Linked DNA regions of Sus scrofa: region 2 is linked to region 1. A link is a contact called in public Hi-C data. All regions are on one chromosome and are shown on one strand. The core of a region is the stretch at or near the end of the contact, and the rest is flanking DNA. Distances in the headings are between cores, read along the strand shown. Region 1 overlaps DAB2IP (disabled homolog 2-interacting protein). Region 2 overlaps TTLL11 (tubulin polyglutamylase TTLL11).

Region 1 (6,356 bases), core at 1,729-4,228:
CCCAATCTTGCACCAGGTGCTTCCAGGGCCAGGACTAAAGGTCACCTGCCCTCACTTCTCTCGAGCCACGTCACTGTTGGTTCAGCCTCATTCACGGCCTGAGTCTGGGTGCTCGGCTTGTGGGACAAAAGCTTTTCAGGGTTACCATGGCCAAGGGTCTCGGCCTTAAGATAGCTCTTCCTCATTCTCAGCCTGTGGGTGAGGAACCTGAAGCCAAGAGTGGCCAGGCCTGGGACCGAGCACCCTGGGCTAGTGACAGTGCCAGGTATAGGCTGGGTTCAGGGAGCACACATCCTCTAGGGTGAAAAGATAGGAAGGTTGCCCTGTCGGCCTCACTGTGGTGGGGGTGGGGTTGTGCCCATGGAGAGGGCCCCCAGCCGGGTCTGAGAACCCTGTCCACACCTGCCGGTGGGAGGCGCGCCTTATTTCCCTCTCCGTGGAGAAAGCGCAGAGCTGTGGTCTCACTCTGTGGTTCTGATCCTCCCATCTTTCTGGTCTCACTGCGAGCTCTGCTGAAAACCTCTGATTCCTGTGACATCATTTGCCTGAAGGGAGTATGTCTCAGAAGCCAGGGATGGGGACCAAGGGGCAGTGGTCTCTTCCCGCCGTGGTTCCCTCACTCTCCTCTAGATCCAGGTGCCTGCCCTGTGGGAGGAGGGTGAAGCTCCCTGGGATTGGCTTCCCCTCTGGCTCCACTGCGCCTGTGTCCCACTCCACTGGCCTGGGTGTCTGCACTCGCCGAGCATCCGCCCTGTGCTCTTCCTGTGCCCTGAGGATGGCCGGAGGAGTGCAGTGGGCTCAGAACTCCAGTGGCAGGCCGAGGGCACACAGCCGTCAGGGTTCCATTGGACCCGGACCAGGTCCCTGCTTTGCACCCTGTGGTGCTGGCGCCCTCCTGATACCTCATCTGTCCTGCGCAGCGTCTTCCCGCGGGAGCTGAAGGAGGTGTTTGCCTCATGGAGACAGGAATGCAGCAGCCGCGGCCGGCCCGACATCAGCGAGCGGCTCATCAGTGCCTCCCTGTTTCTGCGCTTCCTCTGCCCGGCCATTATGTCGCCCTCGCTCTTCCACCTGCTGCAGGAGTACCCCGACGACCGCACTGCCCGCACCCTCACCCTCATCGCCAAGGTCACCCAGAACCTCGCCAACTTCGCCAAGTGAGTGCCTCATGCCGCCTTGGCAGAGCCGGGGCACAGACTGGAGCCCATGGTGGGGTCTGTCCCAGAGCTGGACTGTGCCACAGGCCCGGCTTTAGTCCCTGCCACCCTCATTCCTTTTCATTTCGGTATGTTTCCTTAATTTTCAAAGGTGAGAAGACAAGATATTTTTTCCTTCTGCTTCTTTGCATGAACATTTGATCATAAGGATTCTCCCATGTACTTAACATTCACAAGCTTCATTTTGAAGTGAGTGGCTAACGTCCCTTCCCGGGAGAAGGGCCCTTGTCTCCCTAACCCGTCCCCTGTGGTCGGGCTCTCGGCTTGTTTCCAACTGTCCTTGTCCAATGCTGCCAAGGACGTCTTTGCTCATGAAGCACCTGTGTTCCCACTGCCCCTTGAAGCCAGTGGGTGAGAACAGAAGGGTCGGGTCAACCAGTCGCTCTCATGAGGTGTGGAGACATGCTGGGCTGTGACTCACACCTGGTCCCCTCCCTGTTGGAGCCGGCATGTCAACAGAGGAGAGAGCCGTGACGGAGAGGGACCCGGCCTCGTAGGAGGTCCTAAGCTTCCCCGGAGAGGAAAGAGGGTGGTCTCTTAGAAGACGAGCTCCCCCAGCTGCGTGTTAGGGCGAAAGGCAGCAGGAACAGAGGCAGGCAGGCCCGGGAGGGCTGTGTACAGGAGGCACTGGGCACCATACGTGTTCTGAATTGTCAGGTGCCTGCTGGGGGGAGGGGCAGATGAGACCCAAGGGGACAGCAGGGACTTGAAGGACATTGGGAGCTGCCAGAGGGCTTTGAGCAAGGGGAGAAGATGACCCTCACCTGTCCTGGGTCCTGCAGAGGTCAGCCTGGCAGCAGTGGGGCAGGGGAGGTAGAAGGAGCGGGACTGGCAGCCAGGAGGCTGGGAGGAGAGCAAAGCTGTGGTTCCCGTAAAAGCACAGCGGCGGCAGTATTAGGTCAGGGTGGCCGCAGGGTCAGGGTGATTAGAAGATAAATTCGGCCAGTTGTGGGGGAGGAGGAAGGAGGAGTTGACTGACCACCGCCAGGCTTGTAGCATCTACACTGGGGATAGCGAGTCCTAGAGGAGGGGGCCAGTGCGGGGTGACGGGGGCGACCTCAGGTCTGCCCAAGCTGAGGACACAGGGAGGTGCCCACGGAGTACGTGTCTGAAAGCTGAGCAGAGAGACCTGGCCAGGCCTGGATTGAGAGCCATCTGCCCCCAGGCCGTTGACCATCGGGGGAAGAGGATGGAGACTGTGACCGGCAGCGAATGGGGAGCGAGGGCCGCGGAGCATTCCAGGTCCCATGAGGAAGGAGGACCCCAAGTCAGAGTGGACTAGTTGGCTGGGGAGCGAATGGCGGGGAGGGGTGGGAGCTGAGGAGGTGAGGGTCTCAGAGAAGGGGCTTCCTGGGCGGGGCCCAGGGCGCTTAGCCTGTCTGCTCCACTTCCAGATTTGGCAGCAAGGAGGAGTACATGTCGTTCATGAACCAGTTCCTGGAGCACGAGTGGACCAACATGCAGCGCTTCCTGCTGGAGATCTCCAACCCGGAGACCATCTCCAACACAGCTGGCTTCGAGGGCTACATCGACCTGGGCCGTGAGCTCTCCAGCCTGCACTCGCTGCTCTGGGAGGCCGTCAGCCAGCTGGAGCAGGTGCCTATCCGCACAGGGCCGAGACAGGGCAGAGGGGGCGCTGGAGGCTGCGCCTCCTCCCACAGCGTAACCACAGAGGTCAGAGGGGTCACCTGTGTGGCGTGGATCAGCAGCCCTGCCCGAGCCCTGTCGGCAGACACCAGGGGATCTTGGGGCCACTTCCTTGGAGGGGGCGCTATGTCCACTCGCCCGGAGAGCCCACTCTGTGTGCTGGGGCTGCAGCTGTGTCTGCACGCACACTGCATCACGTGGGTGGAGTCCACGGGTGAAGGTGTGCTCCCTACCTGTAAGAAATGTGATCGAATTTAGCTGCTTCTCCGAAAATGTCTTTGCTCTGGGTTTTAAGTTCGCTGATATGAAAAAGATAGACTCTGAAGATACTGCACCTCAACATGTCAGGCAGGATATTACAAACCTTTCCAGAACTGCCCTTGACCATCAGCTGAAATGGTTATTTCCTAGACCCCCCGACCTTGCTGCAGCCACCTGGAGGGGAGCCTCTGTGGCCTGGGGCTCCACTACCCCCAGTGGCCCCAGCCCACACCCAACAGGTTCTTGGCAGCAAGGGCTGGGCCTCCCAGGATCCACATCCAGAGCATCTGTTGCTTCCCAGGGCTCTGAGATCATCTTACAAAAGTAGCTACTGCTGAGGCAGGGCTGGAAGGCTCCCTACTCCTGTCCCATCCCTACAGGTGACCACTCAGGGCTCTCTGGTGTTCAGCCTTCTGGATATATCTGTGCATATGTTAAGTACACATAGGCAGAGTTCTTTCCCTTTTTGTTAAAGGGAGAACTGTGCGTGCCATGTGCATTTCTCACTTCTCTGTTGTGGGCGTCTTTCCACCACAGTACATGCTGCATCTTCACTGTGACCTTTCTAATGGCCACAGGCTGTCCAGTCATATGACTGCACCGTTTATGTCTCTGGACACTCAGATCAGTCCCAGCTTTTTCACTACAAACAGATGCTGTTGCAGTCATTTCTGTTCCTTTATGTCTGTTGCCCTTTGGCTGCAAGAGACCCAGGAGGGAGAAATGGAAATGAGGTCAAGTCCCTTTCCTCCACTGCTGCCAGCACTGGTCACTCTGCTGTCACCACTTAGCCCCTGTGCCAGCCACCGTCCTCCATATCTGTGTGGCCAGGCAAGAGGTAGGGAAGACGGTCAGCAGCCGTCACAGCTGACAGCGTTGAAGCAGAATTTAAAATTGAGCTGTTGGCCGCTCACGTCTCTTCTCTTTTGACCATGTGAGTTATTTCTTTTTGCACAAAACCCTAGGTGGAAGCCGGGCGTTAAGCAGGTGAAGGCAGAGTCCCTTTTCCCCGGCCTAGAACCTTTAGCACCACAGTCTGAACCAGGGCAGTGAGGTTCAGATGAGCCCAGTCACTACGCTGTGCCTGACCAGCCATTTGTAATCTGTCTAGTGGTGCCTGCTCCATGCCTGGGCCATCGCCATGGGGACTCAGGTGTTAAGGTGGGTCCAGCCCACCCTGTGGAGTAGGTGACTTGATGGGGCAGTGTCCCAGAAGCCTCTCCAGTGGGAGGTGTAGGTGGGGAACTTCTGGGGTCCCCCGTGGCCTTTCCTCTCTGGGACCAGTGAGGGTGGAGGGTTTGGACAAGGTGAGCATTTCTCCCCGTGGACCTCCCGTCTTGTCCCAGAAATGTCTGAGGAACTGGTAGGAATGTAATTTGAGGCTCATTCCCCGCTTCCCAGACCTGCTGGATTTGACTGCAGGGCAGGGCGGCGGGCCTGCATTTCTGACGACTCAGCACTTTCGAACACAGTGGCTGCAGTGGATCACACCTGCCTGTTGCTCTGTCTTTGCAGAGCATTGTATCCAAACTGGGGCCTCTGCCACGAATCCTAAGGGACGTCCACACAGCGTTGAGCACCCCAGGCAGTGGGCAGCTCACAGGGACCAACGACTTGGCCTCCACGCCTGGCTCTGGCAGCAGCAGCATCTCAGCTGGACTTCAGAAGATGGTGATTGAGAACGATCTCTCTGGGTAAGAATTGTCAGGCACGCCTCGAGTTGTGGGGTTTACCGGTAAGCCCATCTGCGTTCTCATTTGGGGAGGAGGATACCTCCACAGGTGTTTATAAAACAAGCCGGATGAGACTCACTGTGTTCTGCAGGCCCTAAGTGATGTTCAAATAGTGAACTTCTATTTGGGAAAAATCAGAGAAGGCTTCCTGGAGGAGGTGGTGCTACAGTTTTGAGCTTTTTTGGAAAAGTAACATTTCCATTAGTAGAAAAGACATTCTAGGTATAGGGACCAGCACAAACAAAGCCTAGAGAAACGACACCTTCTGTTGAAGAACAATTACGGTTCCCCACCACTTGTGCATCACTGGTTTGTGAGTTAAAAATACCTGTTTCCTCATATTTCCTATACGTGAATCATAATCGCCACAAGTGGTGCACAAGGGTATATGTTTTCAGGAGGTGCTCAGGTGACTCTGCAAGGCTTAGAGACCAGGAGCCCCAGAAACTAGAGAGATGCTGAGGCCCAGCCCCCTGAGCCCCCAGCCCTGGGGCAAGAGCCTGTAAATCAAGCACATGTACACACAGTGGAGGGAAAGGCAAGTGTTCTCAAGTGTTGACATCAAAATAAGGACATTCCTTCAAAAGCCCTGGCATATACACTGGACTGTCATGTCCCATCATACCTTCCGCTCCTCTCCCAGGGCCATCTGGGACCTGCTAGCAGGCATGAGGCTGGAGCAGCAGAGGTGGGAGCTGTCTGACTCTGGGCTGGTGGCAGCAGCAGCAGCAGCAGGCTTTTAGCAGGCAAGGGCATTGAGTCAGGGCCTGGGGTGTGGCGCGTGGGACTGGAGGCCCAGCAGGAGGCCGGAGATGCGGAGACCTGACACCCTTCCCGCATCCCTCTGAGTCTTGAGGGGGGCTGTTCATACAGCCTTTCAAATGAAGCAAAGCAAGAGTTCAGATGGGGACCTGCTTTGCCCTAGAGGTGGCTGGGCACATGGGTTCTTAAGAGACCTGACGCGGCATGTGGCAGGATGGCCAGGCTCATGGTTGGTCTGGGTTTCTCCCAGCTCCACCTGCTGCTCTTGTCCACTTCTCAGCCCACCAGTGCTTTGGCCCTGGTGGTCGCAGCCTGCCTGCCTAAGTCCCATCACTTGGGGCCTGGCACTTCCTCTTCCAGCCCAGGCTAAGCCATACTCTATACCAAGCCCACGCCGAACCCATAAGTTCTTGCTGCCTCCCGCCCACACTGAGCCCTGTTCCCCCCACATCCCTTCCTCCAAAGCCCACCTGGCCCCACCACGTGCCTTCTTGCAAGGAGCTGGCTTCCAGGTGGGGTCCGGAGTGGGGCCGGAAGACCTCTTTGGGGGGGGCCACTGCAGGTGCAGACCCTCCCTGCCTGAGTCATTCCTGGAGGATCCTCCTGACTCCTTGTTTTTGCCAGAAGCTCCAGCCCCCGCCTGCCAGTCAGACAAGGGGTGGCAGCAGGAGGCTTCAGCAAGAGGCTTTGCTCAGTGCAGGCCCCCACTCAGGTTATCAGTCTGATTAGGAACAAG
Region 2 (6,356 bases), core at 2,090-4,589, 270 kb after region 1:
AGCCTGGAAGCCTCCATATGCGTGGGTGTGGCCCTAAAAAGACAAAAAGACTAAATAAAAATAAAACGTGAGTCAGAGGAAATCGCTATTTTTATAGGTCAAAAACAGCCATTATGGATAGTATCAATTTCATTTGGTTCAGCCCAATACTACTAACAGCACCCCCATCACAAGTGAGGAAACTGAGATTTAAAGGATAAGTTTTCCCCCCAAGGTCAGACAGGTGGAGAGGGAGGGCAGGATCGGAACCCAAGTGTGGGTTTGTATTCCCAAGGGCTACACTTGTTCTGCTAAACTCTATCATCTTTCAGGGTCCATGTACCAGTTCTAAGAGGAAAGCTCACCACTTTTAAATGTAATTAATAATAATATATACAAATAACTACTGTTTATGAGCACCTACCATATGCTTGACTTTCGTTATGTTAATTAATCCCCACAGCTATGCTCTGAGAAATCTGATATTGATTTTTCCTTTGTTTTTTTAAAGACGTTTTTCTGTGTGTCCTTAGGCAAAACACCCAAGTTCTCTGCCTCAGTTTCCTCAGGGATGTGATGCAGATTGTATGTCTACTGGACAGGAGATGTCTTGACAACTGAATGAGTTCATATACATAAAGGTCCCTTTAAAAATGGTGCTGGACTATTCACAATAGCCAGGACATGGAAACAACCCAAATGTCCATCGACAGATATTGGATTCAGAAGAGGTGGTATATATACACAATAGAATACTACTCAGCCATAAAAAAGAATGACATAATGCCATTTGCAGCAACATGGATGGAACTAGAGAATCTCATACTGCGTGAAATGAGCCAGAAAGACAAAGACAAATACCATATGATATCACTTATAACTGGAATCTAATATCCAGCACAAATGAACATCTCCTCAGAAAAGAAAATCATGGACTTGGAGAAAAGACTTGTGGCTGCCTGATGGGAGGGGGAGGGAGTGGGGGATCGGGAGCTTGGGCTTATCAGACACAACTTAGAATAGATTTACAAGGAGATCCTGCTGAATAGCATTGAGAACTTTGTCTAGATACTCATGTTGCAACAGAAGAAAGGGTGGAGGAAAAAACTGTAATTGTAATGTATACATGTAAGGATAACTGACCCCTTGCTGTACAGTGGGAATATAAAAAAAAATTTTTTTTAAATGGTGCTGGAATACACAAGGGAATACTACTCAGCCATAAAAAAACAAAATGATGCCATTTGCAGCAACATGAATGCAACGAGAGATTCTCATATTAAGCTTAGTAAGTCAGAAAGAGAAAGACAAATACCATATGATATCACCAGATGTCAAATGTAAAATATGGCACACCTGGACCTATCGATAGAATAGAAACAGAGCCATAGACATGGGGAACAGACTTGTGGTTGCCGGTAGGGAGCGGGTAATGGGGTGGACACGGAGTTTGGGGTTAGTAGATGCAAACTATTACATTTAGAATGAATAAGCAATGAAGTCTTACTGTGTAGCACAGGGCACTATATCCAATCACCTGGGCTAGAGCATGATGGAAGATCATATGAGAAAAAGAATGTATATATATGTATGACTGAATCACTTTTCTATAAACTGACACAACATTGTAAATCAACTACACATTAATTAAAAATCAAAAATAAAAATAAAAATGGTGCTAGAGCAAAAAAAAAAAAATTGGAGTTCCCTGGTGGCCTAGTGGTTAAGGATCTGGTGTTGTCACAGGTTCAGATCACTGCTGTGGTTCAGGTTCAATCCTGAGCCTGCCCAGGGTACAGCCAAAAAAAAAAAAAAAAAAAAAATGGTGCTGGGCATGTACTGAGTGTTAGATATATTATCTTTTATTATCTTTTTTTGAGCAGTAGGGACTACTGTCAGATTTTCAGTTTATTAGCTATCATTTCTTAAATTCCCTACTTATAAGCTTTTTTAAAAATTGAGATATAATTCACATATAACGTTTGTACTAGCTGTAGATGTAGGACATAATGATTTGGTATTTGTACATATTGCAAAACGATCACCACAATAACTCTGGCTAACATCTGCCACCTTACATAGTTACGATTTTTTGTTCCCTTGAGATGAGAACTTTTTAAGACCTGCTCTCTCAGCAGCTTCTAAATATCCAATACCATAATACTAACGACAATCACCATGCTGTACATTATAACCCCAAGACTTAATTGTTTTATAATTGGAAGTTTGCACGTTTTGACCAACTTCACTTATCTTGCCCTAATTTTTTTTTGTTTTATTCTTAGTATCTTTTGCATACCTGCATGATATTGTTTTTAATACTATTACAAACAAAAGATTGGAGGTTCAGAGAAGTCAGGTGACCTGTGAGTCAAACAGTTAGGAAGTGATGAGTCAGAACATGAGGAAGGCAAAAATAGTAAACAGCAAGAGTGAGCGAGGCAGGAAAGTCTGAGATGACTTGGGGATCAAGGCCATGAACTTGGGCACTTGCTGCCCTAACTACCACTGGTACGGCCTGTCACCAGGTACCCCGGCTCAAGGTGGCCAGTGTGCTGCTGCTGCTGCTGGGTGAGAGTTCCAGTAGAGATCTGGATGGAAACCAACAAGCCAAGAAGCCAATCCCCTCTGAGAACCTGGCTGGGCAGCCAAGTGTCTGTGCAGGAAGGGCTGGTCATTTACATCAGCGAAGTGACAACAGGATCTCCTGCAAGCCCCAGGATTTCAACTGCTGGTTTACATTTCAAGGAGAAGCATGAAGGTGTTGACATGCAAGGAATTACCTCTACGTGCCTTTGATCGCCATGGGGCTCTGTGGGCATTCTAAATGAGTGTGAAGGTTGGAAGCCAGGCTGGGCTGAGTTTTACAAAGGAACTCCCACTGTGCCGCTGAAGGCCCGCTCTGTAAGCCACTTTTCTTTAAATAAACACTGTCTGTTTGCCTCCCAGCTATCTTTCAATGGTAGCAGGTGGCCACTGGACAACAGGACCTTTGGCTAAGCTCTCAGATGGGCTCACCAGCAATATTGGCCCAGTGCCCCCTTCTGACCTCAGTGGTCTCCTGTAAGGACACTTCCCTGCCTCCTTACAAGTCACAGAGGGGCGGCAGAGGCCCTTTAAGGGGGTTTGATCCCCTTTAATGCTCTGAACCAAGCATGGGCTCCAGCTCTCCCCAGTTCCCCAGAGTCCAGAAGAAACCAGACTCTAAAAGACTTTATTAATGACTCAGAGCAGAAGGGAAATAAACACGGAGAAGAACGACAAGATCATTCTGTTTACAGACACGCTCATCCCAGCATGACAGGGCTCTTCAGTGTGACTGTGGATGGCAGAAGACAGTGTTTTCCCATGACCTGGGAGCACAGCCAGATTCCTCGGAGGCTCAGCCAAGAGATCGCCTGACACTGACATGAGAAGGACCACCCTGTCTAGGGGATGCCTCACCTGACCCATCATGTCAGGACAGCGATGCTACAACCTCCACAGGACAGCATTTCAGGATCTCAGGATACAATCCCATAAACCAAACAGCCTAGCGAGACATGTGTAAGAAATAGTAGGGTATGTGTTACACTACAGCACCGATGCTGTCATCCATCAACTGAGGATTAGAATAAACCTCTCGGGTCCAGGATTTCCCACACTTGCATGGCCAGGGAATGCTTTAAAATTATAATGTACTTGGAAGACACCAGCAGAAATCACAAGTATAATAACGTGGACCAACTAAAAATTTCAATGTATAAGATATGGTGATGGGAGTTCCTGGCGTGGCACAGGAGAAACGAATCCAATTAGGAACCATGAGGTGGTGGGTTCGATCCCTGGCCTTGCTCAGTGGGTTAAGGATCTGGCATTGCCATGAGCTTGTGGTCACAGATGTGGCTCAGATCTGGTGTTGCTATGGCTGTGGTGTAGGCTGGCAGTTGTAGCTCCAATTCAACCCCTAGCCTGGGAACCTACATATGCCACAGGTGCAGTCCTAAAAAGCCAAAAAAAAAAAAAAAAAAAGAGAGAGAGAGACGGTGATGTGGTGACATTAGTCAAGGGTGACCTGAGTCGATATGTATGATGACATTAAGCACACAAAAGTTCATCGGAGAGACCACTTCCTTTCTACCTTCAACTTAATCCAAACAGGCAGGATTCTTTGTTAGGGTGTTGCTGGGATACTTTGGAAAGCATCCCGTGGTTATCTAACAGCGGTTAAGAGCAGCAGAGATAAGCCTGAGTGACTTTGATAAATCATTGTATTCTGAGCTGTAAGCCCTTTCTAAATATCTACAAGTTGCTTCAACTATGTCACCCAGTGGGAAGGAAAAGAACAAGAGGAAGAAACGACCATCTCTTGACATCAGTGTCGGGAGAGTGAGGAGTCAGAACAGCGTTCTTATTTAATCCTCTCTCTGTGTTCATCAGCCAGCAGCCCTATGGGGCAGAGTCGTGTCTGAATTTTAGAGAGGAGGGAACAAGGCTCAGAGGGTGCAGAAACAGTGCCAGGCCATACGCATAGCTGAGGACACTCTCAGTGTAAGCGTGGCCGGCTCCAGAACCCAGGTTTTCCCTCTAGACCACTTTGGAAACAGAAAGGAGGCTATTGAGCCTCCGCTCGTTTGTCTATACTTGCGTAGTACTTGCCTTCCGACCACACCAAAAGCTGTGTAAGGACAAGAACTACGTCCAGCAGCAAGTTTATCATAATAATCTCAGTGCCAAGTACAACACCAGAGACTGAGAGCTCAGGAGATGTGGACACAACTTTGAAATTTCTGAAAGGCTGTCATAGGGTCTAAGGGGAACGTAACACATCCATGGGACCAAGAGGGCCAGGCCAGGTCGCATCCAGGGGGACGGGACAGGAGGATGAGATACAGCTAGAAAGGTCTCAACTCAGGAATATTTTAAAATTTAGAGCAGTCTCAAGGGGAATGAACTGCCTAGAAAAATACTGCCCTTTTTTAAAAAAAAAAATTTTTGCTTTTTAGGGCCATACCTGTAGCAAATGGAAGTTCCCAGGCCAGGGGTCGAAGCAGAGCTGCAGCTGCCAGCCTACGCCACAGATGCAGCAATGCCAGATCCGAGCCTCATCTGTGACCTACACCACAGCTCACAGCAATGCCAGATCCCTCAACCCATTAAGGGAGGCCAGGGATTGAACCTGCATCCTCATGGATAATTAGTCAGGTTTGTTACCGCCAAGCTACAACAGGAAATCCCTTGACTTTTTTTTTTTTTTTTTGGCCGCACCCAAGACATGCAGAAGTTCCTGGGCCAGGGATCAAACACTCACCCACAGCAGTGACCCAAGCCACATCAGTGACAGTGTCAAACCCTTAACTGCTAGGCCACGAGGGAACTCAAAATTGCCCATTTTAGGCAGAGACCTTCCTCCCTTGCGTGGACACCCTCCCAGCGTGCTCGCTCTGACCTCCCAGGGCAGTAGGCTGGAGCTGCTTCCCCCACCACCAGGGGAGCAGATTGGCGTCGTCCTCGTTCCGAAAGTAAGGTGGGAATCAAGGAAACTGTAACGTTAGACGCAACTCTGGAAAGTTAAAAATCAAACGCCTTCAGGCAATGTAACAGGATTTGTGTTTCTGAAGGAAGAGAGATGAAAATGTTTCTGTTTCCTATAGATGGATCCACGGTTCTCAGGGAGGCTGGTACTGCCACCTAGGGAGGGCTCTGGAAATTTCTGGGAGGATTTCTGCTCATCACAGTGAATGGAGAGTATTTGGTGGGCGGACTAACTGCAATGCGCTGGGCAGTCGTGGAGTGAGAAACCTATTAATAGCTAACACGAAGACCGCCCCCAACTCCACGTCAAATGCAAACATAAAGAATTTTCTACATAATTTAAACTGAGCATCAGAATTCTCCAGGGATGCAACAGCCATGCCAACAGAGAGAAAATTACACTTTGCCCTTTTTTTCCTGGAATTTTCTTAAGAGCTGTTCAAAATTTCAAAGGTGGCACATCACTGATGACATGATGGCTTATGGTATCTGAGTCGCCCACACCATGTGCAGTGATTACATATGAAAATTAGCTTGAAATATCAAAAATAAAGAAATGTCTAGGGAGTTCCCGTCGTGGCGCAGTGGTTAACGAATCCGACTAGAACCATGAGGTTGCGGGTTCGGTCCCTGCCCTTGCTCAGTGGGTTAACGATCCAGCGTTGCCGTGAGCTATGGTGTAGGTTGCAGACGCGGCTTGGATCCTGCGTTGTTGTGGCTCTGGCGTAGGCTGGCAGCTACAGCTCCAATTCGACCCCTAGCCTGGGAACCTCCATAAGTCATGGGAGCGGCCCAAGAAATGGCAAAAAGACACACAAAAAAAAAAAAAAAAAAAGAAATGTCTATGTATATATATACATATG

Evidence for each region. Hi-C and Micro-C count contacts between places; a contact is called where the count stands out from the background.
Region 2: a Hi-C map of skeletal muscle shows a contact between it and region 1, with 2.9 times the contacts expected there. The contact joins two enhancer-like sites. A contact is called at or near these places in 2 of 47 Hi-C or Micro-C datasets (embryonic fibroblasts and skeletal muscle) and 1 of 2 datasets of contacts at active chromatin or transcription factors (skeletal muscle).

Annotation. Positions count from the first base shown.
Region 1 is chr1:261,840,298-261,846,653 of Sscrofa11.1, forward strand. DAB2IP (disabled homolog 2-interacting protein) reads left to right here. Exons shown (of 18, transcript XM_003353636.5): 10 at 921-1,157; 11 at 2,612-2,813; 12 at 4,641-4,819. Among named protein-coding and RNA genes, the nearest start is that of DAB2IP, 110 kb to the left of the region's middle. Within about 2 kb of position 2,979, at least 1 of the 83 cell types and tissues checked has an H3K27ac peak or open chromatin away from gene starts, as enhancers often do. A contact at or near this core is called in skeletal muscle, where this site is marked.
Region 2 is chr1:262,108,317-262,114,672 of Sscrofa11.1, forward strand. The region is part of intron 4 of TTLL11 (tubulin polyglutamylase TTLL11); the gene reads right to left. Among named protein-coding and RNA genes, the nearest start is that of TTLL11, 93 kb to the right of the region's middle. Within about 2 kb of position 3,340, at least 16 of the 83 cell types and tissues checked have an H3K27ac peak or open chromatin away from gene starts, as enhancers often do. A contact at or near this core is called in skeletal muscle, where this site is marked.